2 separate regions of the Sus scrofa genome follow, and region 2 is linked to region 1. Evidence: chromatin contacts called from public Hi-C data. All regions are on one chromosome and are shown on one strand. The core of a region is the stretch at or near the end of the contact, and the rest is flanking DNA. Distances in the headings are between cores, read along the strand shown.

The links. A called contact is a pair of places that touch in the nucleus more often than the background predicts.
Region 2: a Hi-C map of liver shows a contact between it and region 1, with 2.0 times the contacts expected there. The contact joins the enhancer-like site here to the promoter of MGST2 in region 1. A contact is called at or near these places in 1 of 5 promoter capture datasets (liver), 21 of 47 Hi-C or Micro-C datasets (alveolar macrophages, blood, brain and 11 more) and 1 of 2 datasets of contacts at active chromatin or transcription factors (skeletal muscle).

Annotation. Positions count from the first base shown.
Region 1 is chr8:87,392,224-87,396,947 of Sscrofa11.1, reverse strand. It overlaps MGST2 (microsomal glutathione S-transferase 2), which reads left to right and starts at 2,385. Exons shown (of 6, transcript XR_002346420.1): 1 at 2,385-2,426.
Region 2 is chr8:87,434,904-87,439,627 of Sscrofa11.1, reverse strand. All of the region lies in intron 1 of LOC110262152 (a long non-coding RNA gene), which reads left to right. Among named protein-coding and RNA genes, the nearest start is that of SETD7, 41 kb to the left of the region's middle. Within about 2 kb of position 1,882, at least 26 of the 83 cell types and tissues checked have an H3K27ac peak or open chromatin away from gene starts, as enhancers often do. A contact at or near this core is called in brain, epiblast stem cells, liver and 2 more, where this site is marked.

The sequences.
Region 1 (4,724 bases), core at 1,136-3,635:
GCCGAACCTGAGGCCAATTAAATCAGAATCGTTGTGTGGGGAGAGCTCATGCCAGTATTTTTAATGACCCTCAGGGGACGCCAGTGTGTGGCCAGTTCAGTGCCAAGGCTTTGGGAGCAGCAGGACTGAGCTGGACTGGCTGTGGCTAAGTCACGCATCTCTGAGCTCAGTTTCTCCACCAGAAAAATGGGAATAAGACATGCGCACCTTTGTTGATTAGGCAGAGTAGTTAAGACTGTTCAGCACCGGTGGGGCCTGGCATGGCCCAGTGGAGCTGGCAGCTGGGGTGTTGGACATCAGAGCCCCATCAGACCGAGGCTCGTGTAGGCTGCCTCAGCCCTCTAGGCCCAGGGCTCTCCTGCCTCTTGCTGTTCTTGGCCCAGCAAGTTTATGACTCCAGCTCTGAGCACGGCCCATGGGGAGCCTGGCATGGGGAGCCTGGCTTCTCCCCATGGTGCAGGGCAGGGATTTATGCCAACGGCCCTCTTTTAAAGTACCTTATTTCAAATACTACTCAGCGAATGATTAGTGTTCCTTTTGTTGTTCAGTTGACAACATGACCTCAAACCTGGGTCACCTCATTTATGCGTTAACATGTTGTTTAACCTGACAACACGGCCACCATTTATAATGTTACTTCTGTGAGAGTATGTGTCCTGAGGTGCAACATTCAGCTTACAAATCCCCTTTGGGGAACATGAGTGTGGCGTGTGTGAGTGTGTGTGTGTGAGTTCATAGGTGTGTGAGTGTGTAGGAATACGCGTGCATCTCTGTGTGAGGAGGGCTGCATGTACCAGGGGCTGTCAGGGAGGGTTTCCAATCCCTTCCCAGGTCTCTAGCTTTTGCTTTACTTTATCCTCTCCCAGACCTTACGTAAACCTGAAGACAACACAGGTTCAGACTTTTTATTACCATCAAAAGCCATTTTGAAGCAATTCAAGGGCTGTTTCTATTCTTCTGGGAAATTCTAAGGGCCCTCGGCCTTCGCTGCTGGTTTTGCTTTGTGCCGTGGCCTTGTCTCCTCTGTGTCCACTGGGCCTGAGGGCATGGGGTGGGGGCAGAGACCCTGGGGACATCCTGCCACATGCCAGGGTCTGTGCTGTTTGTTTCCTGCATGTTATTTCATCTTTCATGGCATCATCAGAGGGCCCCTGAATGGTAGGTGCTATTGTTGCCCTTTGAGCAAACGTGCGAGGGCGTTTAGCAACTCGCCTCTCCCACACTATATGGGGATCTGAGCCAGACACCCTGAGGCCTGAGCTTTGGTTTCTTTGCCTTTCTGCTCTCCTTTGCTTTCTGCCTTGGAGCCAGGATGGGACACTCCTGGTGTTGGATGACAGGCAGTTTCTGCCCGAGCCTTGGTGATACCCAGCTCTGATCCTCTGCCCTGTGCCCTGCGCATCCCAGGACAGAGGTTTCCCTGATGAATGTCATGCCTTGGTCTGCTCTAGCTTGGCTTCCACACCCAGGGTCACAGAGCAAAGCACTCCAGCTTCTGGGTGGGGAGAAAATATTCTGCAGGACCGCTGCAAGTCCCTAAATTTTTGCAACATGTAGCTTGGGGTGTAATTTCGTGTTTGGTTTAATTGAGCTTTGTTTCAACACTTGCTGAGTTGTTACCTTGTGTTTTCCATTGATCAGGACCTTCAGTAAGAGAATGCAATAGAGCCGTCGTGGCAGTGGTAACGAATCGACTAGGACCATGAGGGGGGTCGCTGCCGCTCATGGGACGATCCGGCGTTAGAGGTGGTGTAGGCAGACCGGCTCGATCCGCTTGCTGTGCTTGCGTAGATGCTACAGCTGATTCACTAGCCTGGAATCATATGCCGGAGGCAAGAAATAGCAACAGCAAAAAAAAAAAAAAAAAAAAAAAAAAAAAAAAAAAAAAAAAAAAAAAAAAAAAAAAAAAAAAAAAAAAAAATATTACTGACAAGGATAGAGTAGGCACAGGTAGTTGTAGAAGTCTCAAAAAGGGACCATAGATAAAGAGAGAAACCTAGGGGATGTTGGGAGACCACTGTAAGTTCAAGGCCACCAGAACAAGGCAGGCTTGCTTGATTAGTGGAGGTGTAAGAATTGCCTCAGGTCATTGGGTGGGGCATGGGATGAGGCCTGCATTCAGATTCAGACCAAGGGCAAGAGTTTGAAGCCAGGCCCTTCAGCTGATTTGAATACACAATTTACCAGATACTAAGAGGAGCTACTACTCCCAGAAAGGAAGAGGCAGGCCTTTCCCACCCCCACTCCCCTTGGATGATAAACCTGTGGCCCATCGGATCCTTGGGCAGAGCCTTCTTGCCTGCCTGCTTGCCTCTCTCACAAGCGTCCTATCTTAATAAATCCGTTTCTTGCCTATGGCTTTGTCTCTCACTGAATTCCTGCATGGAGGCATGAAGAACCTGAACCTCAGCGAGTCCAGACACCGGGTGAGTGATTCTCATTTAAAACTGTGGGTTCGAGTCCCGGCACGTGGGTTCGAGTCTCAATCTGGGTGCTGGCTGGGTTCAGACCAGTAGTGCTGTCAGTTTCATTATGGTCCTTGATAATTGTGATCACTGCTTGTTTGTGGCCACCGCGGAAGGCAGTGCATGTTCTGTCTCTCTCGGCTGCCAGGCCTGTTTGGCAGCAGAGAGGGTTTGCTGCAATGCCAGCAGAAACCAGGACAACGAGCTGGCGTTTTTGGAAGGATGAGGATCGAACACAGTGGGTGAGATCAGGAAATAATTGGGGGTGGGATGGACATGCAATTGGTCTGAGAACATTTCTATGGTTAAATACATATCTTTTCATCTATTAGCAAATTTACTCAAATATTTACGTTTAGAGTTTACGTTTCGTGACATCAGCTCTTTTGCTGGGTTCGAGGCTGTTTTTATATTTCAATACTCTGTTTGCCTTATCCAGCGTATAATTTCGGTAAAAAAAGCGATAACTAATAAGCTAACCTCTCAGAAACTCTTATAGATTGCTTTGTGTTTACATAGGTAATATAATAATTTTAAAACATTTTACTATAATTACCAATATGTTGTTTCTCCTCTTGTTTTTCATTTCTGATAAAAATTTAAGGAATAGGACCCATACTGGAAGGATCTATATGTATTAACTTCAGGGAAAATGCCTTTTACCCTCTACCATTTGGGGGAGAGGTAGAAACTCAGATTTTTGTTAGTTTGTTAAACGCTGTGGCGGAGTTTCAAATGTGGGATTACCAGGAAGTTTTCTCACCACAGAAGGTGTTGATAAACATTTCATTATCGAAAGTTCCATTGTTTCATACCTTCCAAGAGGCAGAGATGATACCAGATCTATTAAAGCAGATAGCACACGTGTTCACTGGATTTCAAAGCATTTGAGGCACTTTTTGTTGTATTAACAGCTCTTAGGACCCAGGTTGGTGACCGACTAGGATTGGCTAGACGTCAAGTTAGGAATCTCAGGATTTGTCCAGAAAGTAGGAAGAAGGCAATTCACTGGGGGCCAAGGTTCACTCTAGAGTTGTGGGTTTTTTGTTTTTTTGGCTTTTTAGGGTCTATCCTAGGCTAGGGGTCAAATTGCAGCTACAGCTGCTGGCCTACACCACAGCCACACAGGATCTGAGCTGCACCTGCGACCTACAGCACAGCTCACGGCATCGCCGATCCATAACCCACTGAGCAAGGCCAGGGATCGAACCTGCATCCTCATGGCTACTAGTCAGGAATGTTTCCTCTGAGCCATGATGGGAACTCCTGGAGTTGTGTTCTTAAAGTGAGTTCCCTAGTGTGGAGGTACCTGTACTTCTCAAAACAGTGGTTAGAAACACCCAGTGGTTGTGGCCATCAGCCAGGAGCCCCCCATTCCCTTGCTCAGCTCTTCCTTCTGCTATTTCTCTTTCTCAGGGCAGTTTTCTCCCTTGGAGAGCCTCTGCCTTCCCACAGTCCTGCCTGGACCTCTCCTTCGAGACCTGTCATTTGGGGAGGATATTTTAGTAGATGGTAGTGGGGTCAGGATGGCTGGCTTGCAGTTTAGAAGCCAAAACCATTCAATCAGACACCCAAGAACATTTCAGGGCTGTCCTGGGCTTCCAGGATCTATCTTCTTACAGAGTCTTGGTCTTCCGTGGTTTCAAGAAGGAATGTGAGCAGAAGCCACACGAGGAGACAAGCAGGGCCCTGGGAGCAGACCTGATTTGCAACGATTTGTAAATGAATCCCCATTTCCCTATTAAAAACAAGGCCACAGGCCCAAATGGAGTCCCTTGGGCTAAGCCTTATGTCACCAAATCAGACTTAGTTTCTGCTCTTGCAGAAATGGAATCTTAAACCAGGAATGGCTTGATCAGTCCTAGTTAGATAACCTGCCTGATAGACCTTGCTACCCCCTGAGGGAAAGTAAACTTGGAATAACCAGTTTGGTTTTTTCCAAGTATAACTTGCTTGTTCTGCTCCCTTCTGCCTATAAAAACATCTTCCAGGAGTTCTCACTGTGATGCAGTGGGTTAAGGATCTGGCGTTGCTGCAGCTGTGGCATAGGTTGCAGCTGAGGCTCGGATTCGACCCCTGGCCTGGGAACTTCCATATGCCAAAGGTGCAGCAAAAAAAAAAAAGGTCATTTCTTACAGCTTCTCGGAGCTCCTTTGTTAGATTGGACATTGCCCAATTCATGAGTCATGCAATAAAGCCAGTAAAATCTTCAAAATGAACTGAGTTGGATTTTATAACTCCATGTGTGTATGGCACTTT
Region 2 (4,724 bases), core at 633-3,132, 43 kb before region 1:
GCGAGGCCAGGGATCGAACTTGCAACCTCATGGTTCCTAGTCAGATTTGTTAACCACTGAGCCACGACAGGAATTCCCAAAACTAAAAAACTTCTGCACAGCAAAGGAAACCCGCAACAGAGTGAAAAGGTAACCTATGGAAGGGGAGAAGATATTTGCAAACCCTCTATCTGATGAAAGGTTAATTTCCAAAATGTATAAAGGAATTCCTACAACTCAACATCAAAACAAGTAATAACCTGATTTTAAAATAGTCTAAAGGGAGTTCTCGTCGTGGCTCAATGGTTAACGAATCCAACTAGGAACCATGAGGTTTCAAGTTCGATCCCTGGCCTTCAGTGGGTTAAGGATCTGGCATTGCCGTGAGCTGTGGTGTAGGTTGCAGATGCAGCTCAGATCCCAAGTTGCTGTGGCTGTAGAGTAGGCCAGCGGCTACAGCTCTGATTTGACCCCTAGTCTGGGAACCTCCATATGCCACGGGAGCGGCCCAAGAAATTGCAAAAAGACAAAAAAAAAAAAAAAAAGGAAGCTTTTTAGTTTATTGTAGTCCCACTTTCTAATTTTGCTTTTGTTGCCTGTGCTTTTGGTGTCATATCCATGAAACCATTGCCAAGAATCAATGTCACGAAGATTTTCCTTATGTTTTCTTCTAGGGGTTTAATAATTTCAGGACTTTAAATGATTAATTCATTTTGAGTTGATTGTTATGTATGATGTAAGATATGGATCCAGTCTCATTCTTTTGCCTGTGAATATCCAGTTTTTCCGAAGTTGAAGAGATTACCCTTTCTGCATTTTGCATTCTTGGCACTCTTGTGAAAGGTCAGTTGACCATATAAGCATGAGTGTATTTCAGAGTTCTCTGTTCTGTTCCATTGACCTATATTTCTGTCTTTTTACCAGTACCATACTGTTTTAATTACTATTAGTTTTGTGATACCTTTTAGAAATCAAGTGTGATGCCTCCAGCCTAGTTCTTCTTTTTCAAGGTTGCTTGAGCTATTTGAGGTTCATAACAACTTTAAAGTTACCCTCTTTACCACTATTTTAGGAAAAGGAACAGAAGGCACAGGAGATAAAAAAAGTCTTTCCCAAGGGCACAGAACTAGTAAATGGCAATGCTTGTTTTCAAATACAGGCAGTCTGATTCTAGGATTTATACTTCACTATTACAGTCTATTGCCTCCCAAGTCTTTGTTGACGGAAGAAAAAATGCACTATGTGAGAATTGTGAACTAAGTTTTATTTGGGGCAAAAAAAGGACTATAGCCCAGAAGCAGCATTTCAGATGGCTCTGCTGCTCAAAGAAGCAAGGGGAAATGTCAGTAAACATGTGATTTTGGTCCAGGGCGGAGGTACATGCAACCATGCACACATTTTTACAGAAGTTTGCTGTTAGTCTCCTGAAGGTTACTGCTAGTCACTAGGAGCAGACATCACCATGAAAGATTTTAGTGCTTTTCTGTATATGAGGAGGTACAAGAATGAGGCTCATACAGTCTTCTCTTGAAAATATCTATCTAAAGACTTGTTCTGCCAGTTTTCCGCAGAGCACAGAGTGCTTCACTCCTGAGCGCCTCTCAGAGGCTGCTGAGGGTCAGCAGCTGCAGTGGCTTTAAGATTTAATCCTTGTAGAGGCAGTTGGCAAGTGCCAATCCTAAAATGGCATCTTTAAAACAATCCTCACCTCTCTACCCTCTCCAATATTTTACATTTTTCCCCTTTGCTCATTTCTCTCTAGAAAAAACAAACTGTGAAATCTCACTAACTAAAGAATCATCTTGAGAACGAACAGTTGCATCTTCCTGAAAGTAGTTGCATCATAAGGCTTAGTTCTGGCTCCTTGTAAGAAGCACCCTGGGGACATCAGTGACTTGTGGGTATACTTGGATACACAGCGCTATGAGCAAATAGGAAAAGTGAAACTAGGACTATGCCAAACAAACAAAATCAGAGGGCGGTTGTTTGCATTATAAAAGGACTCTTTAGGAAGGAAACCAGGGTTGGATGCCTATAAATAGCAGCTCCCTCCTGCAAATGAGTGCTTGTTTATTTGACTAAATGGTTGAGGTCAGAAACACTTTCAACTCAAAAGTTAGCAGGTCAACATGATCCTTTGAAAATCATCAGGAATGATGGTGATTTATCCCTAAAATGATGATGTAATTGGAAAGAAAAAAAATTATTTACTCTTTTCTCTCAAATCATCTTCCAATGGCACTTTGGAAAACATTTTTGATGGGAAACTAAGTGCAGTCCTACAGGCGGTTGCCATGTGGAACAGTCTGGCATTGCCACTCGCACAGAATTTAAATCGGAAGACTGTGTAGATGTCAGCCTCTCACGAGATCAGGAGGTAAAGTCAGTCTGTTTACAGACAGGCAGCCAGACCCATGACTTCTCATTTACAAACAGCACACACGCAATGGTTTTATGTATGTGGTTTGTTAGAAAATGACAACTTGATTTTCAATCTCAATAGAGGTTTAAGGGCTTTGGAAAGCACTGTAAGTTTTAGTTATCATAAGCAGCCCTTACAATACAGTGTTAGTTTTCCAAATGATAATTAAATTCGATCATAAAAGCCATGGCTATTTGAGGAGAAAGTGTAGTAAATGCAACCTGAAATTTCATATTTCACAAGGAAATCATAATATTCAAAACAAAACCCTCAAAGTGACATCTGCAAATGCTTTGGAGTTTATGTAGTTGATGTCACTTTTATCGACTTCGTGGTTAAATACGCAATTCCAGTTGATTTCTTTTCTTGTCTTATTAATGGTTGCATATGGAAGTGCCTGGGCCAGGGATTGAATTTGAACCATAGCTGCAGCAACACCCGATCCTTAACCCACTGTGCTGGGCCAGGGATTGAATCTTTGCCTCTGCAGTGACCGGGGCCGCTGCACTCTGCTTCTTAACCCACCGTGCCACAGTGGGAACTCCCAGTTTATTTCTTTAAACAGGAGAAAATTTAATTTCTTCATGAGAAAATCTCATTCCGCAGGCTTGACAGACTTACAACTGACAACTCATTTCCGTCACCAGGGGGCACCAAAGCTCACGTTGCTGGGAAAACTGCAACCGGCAGGCTCAGAGCTTGCAGGGGGGCTAGAAACCCCCTGAAAAGTCATTTTGGGGTCACTAGACCAGACTTAATTATTGCCTAATTATTTCAGAGGACTGAGAATGTTTCCTATAAGGAACAATTTCCCTCGTTTGTTCTCACAGCCCAGTCTGTTCATCAATTTTCTCTGCCAAGAAATTCCCAACACCAGCGCAGTTATTCATCTATCTCCTATGTATTTACTGAGCATTTACTATGTGCCAGGCCCCGGGAAGCGGTGGTGGAAGAGAATGCCACCTTTACCCTCTTGAACCCAGTCTAGAAGAGGTACTAAACAAACCCTTGCAACTCAGTGTCATACAGGTTATGAGGAGCTGGACAGGGGCCGTGGGGGCGTGAGCAGGTGGCCAAACGTTCTTCTGAGGTCCAGGAAGTGTATTTGTTTCCTGTGACTTCTGCAACAAATGATCACAAACTGGGTGGCTTGAAACAACACAAAGCCCTTCTCTCACAATTCTGGTAGGCAGAAGCTAGGGGTGAGCAGAACCACAGCCCTGCAGGGGCTCTAGGGGAGAACCTGTCTTGTCTGTCCCTTGTCTGGTTGCCCCAGGCATTCCTTGGTTTGTGGCTGCATCACCCTATCTCTGCCTCTTTGGTCACCTCCTCCTGTTCCCCCGGTGTCTTCTGTGTGTCTACATTACAAGGATACAAGTGTAAGGCCTGTTGTGGAATGAATTGTGTGCCTCTGAAATCCATATATAGAAGCCCTCAGCCAAGACCATATTTGGAGAGAGAACCTCTGAGAGAATTAAGGTTAAATGAGGTCAGAAGAGTGAACCCAGTTCCATAGGACTGGCAGCCAGAACGGAAGAAAGAGACATCAGAACTCTCTACCTCTCTCTCTCTTTCTCTCCAAGGAAAGGCCATTCAGTGACAGCAAGAATTCAGCCATCTGCAAGCCAGATAGAGGTTTCACCAGAAACCAACCCTTCCAGATCTTGATCTTGGACTTCTAGCCTCCAGAACTATGAGAAAATACATCTCTGTCATCTAAGCTACTCAGTCTGTGGAGTTTTGTTACGGCAGACCAAGCAGACTAATACAAATCCCCCTGCATGAGCCAGGAAAATCTCTGGAGATGCTTAGCTTAATCACATCCTTCGCTGTATAAGGTCATGGTCACAGGTTCTAGGAATTAGGATGTGGAATAGCTTTTTTGTGTCTGGAGGAGGGAGGGGAGGCACTAGTCAACCCATCCCTGGAGGCTCATCTCCTGAGGAAGTGACATTTAAGCTGAGACCAGAAGCTAAGCCTGGGCTAGACTAGGAGAAGGAGAGGAGTATTACAGGGCTTTTCTGGGAGGGAGGAACCAGGTGAGTTGTGAGGAGCAGGGGAAGAGGCAGAGAAGCAAGATCCTTGGGAGCCATGTCTGGGAGTCTGTGCTTTATCTCAGAGGCCATGGAAAACTTAGAGGACTTTAGAGGAAGGAGAGCACATGCAGGACACCATCTGATGAACATCTGAGATCACTCGAAGCTGTTTGCAAGAGTGAAGACAAGACCCAGGGGGACCAACTGGAAGGGCTTTGCTACACACGCTAAGCAAGGGCTGGTGGCCTGGTCCAGGAAGCAGTGGTGAGGATGGAGAGATGGTGCTA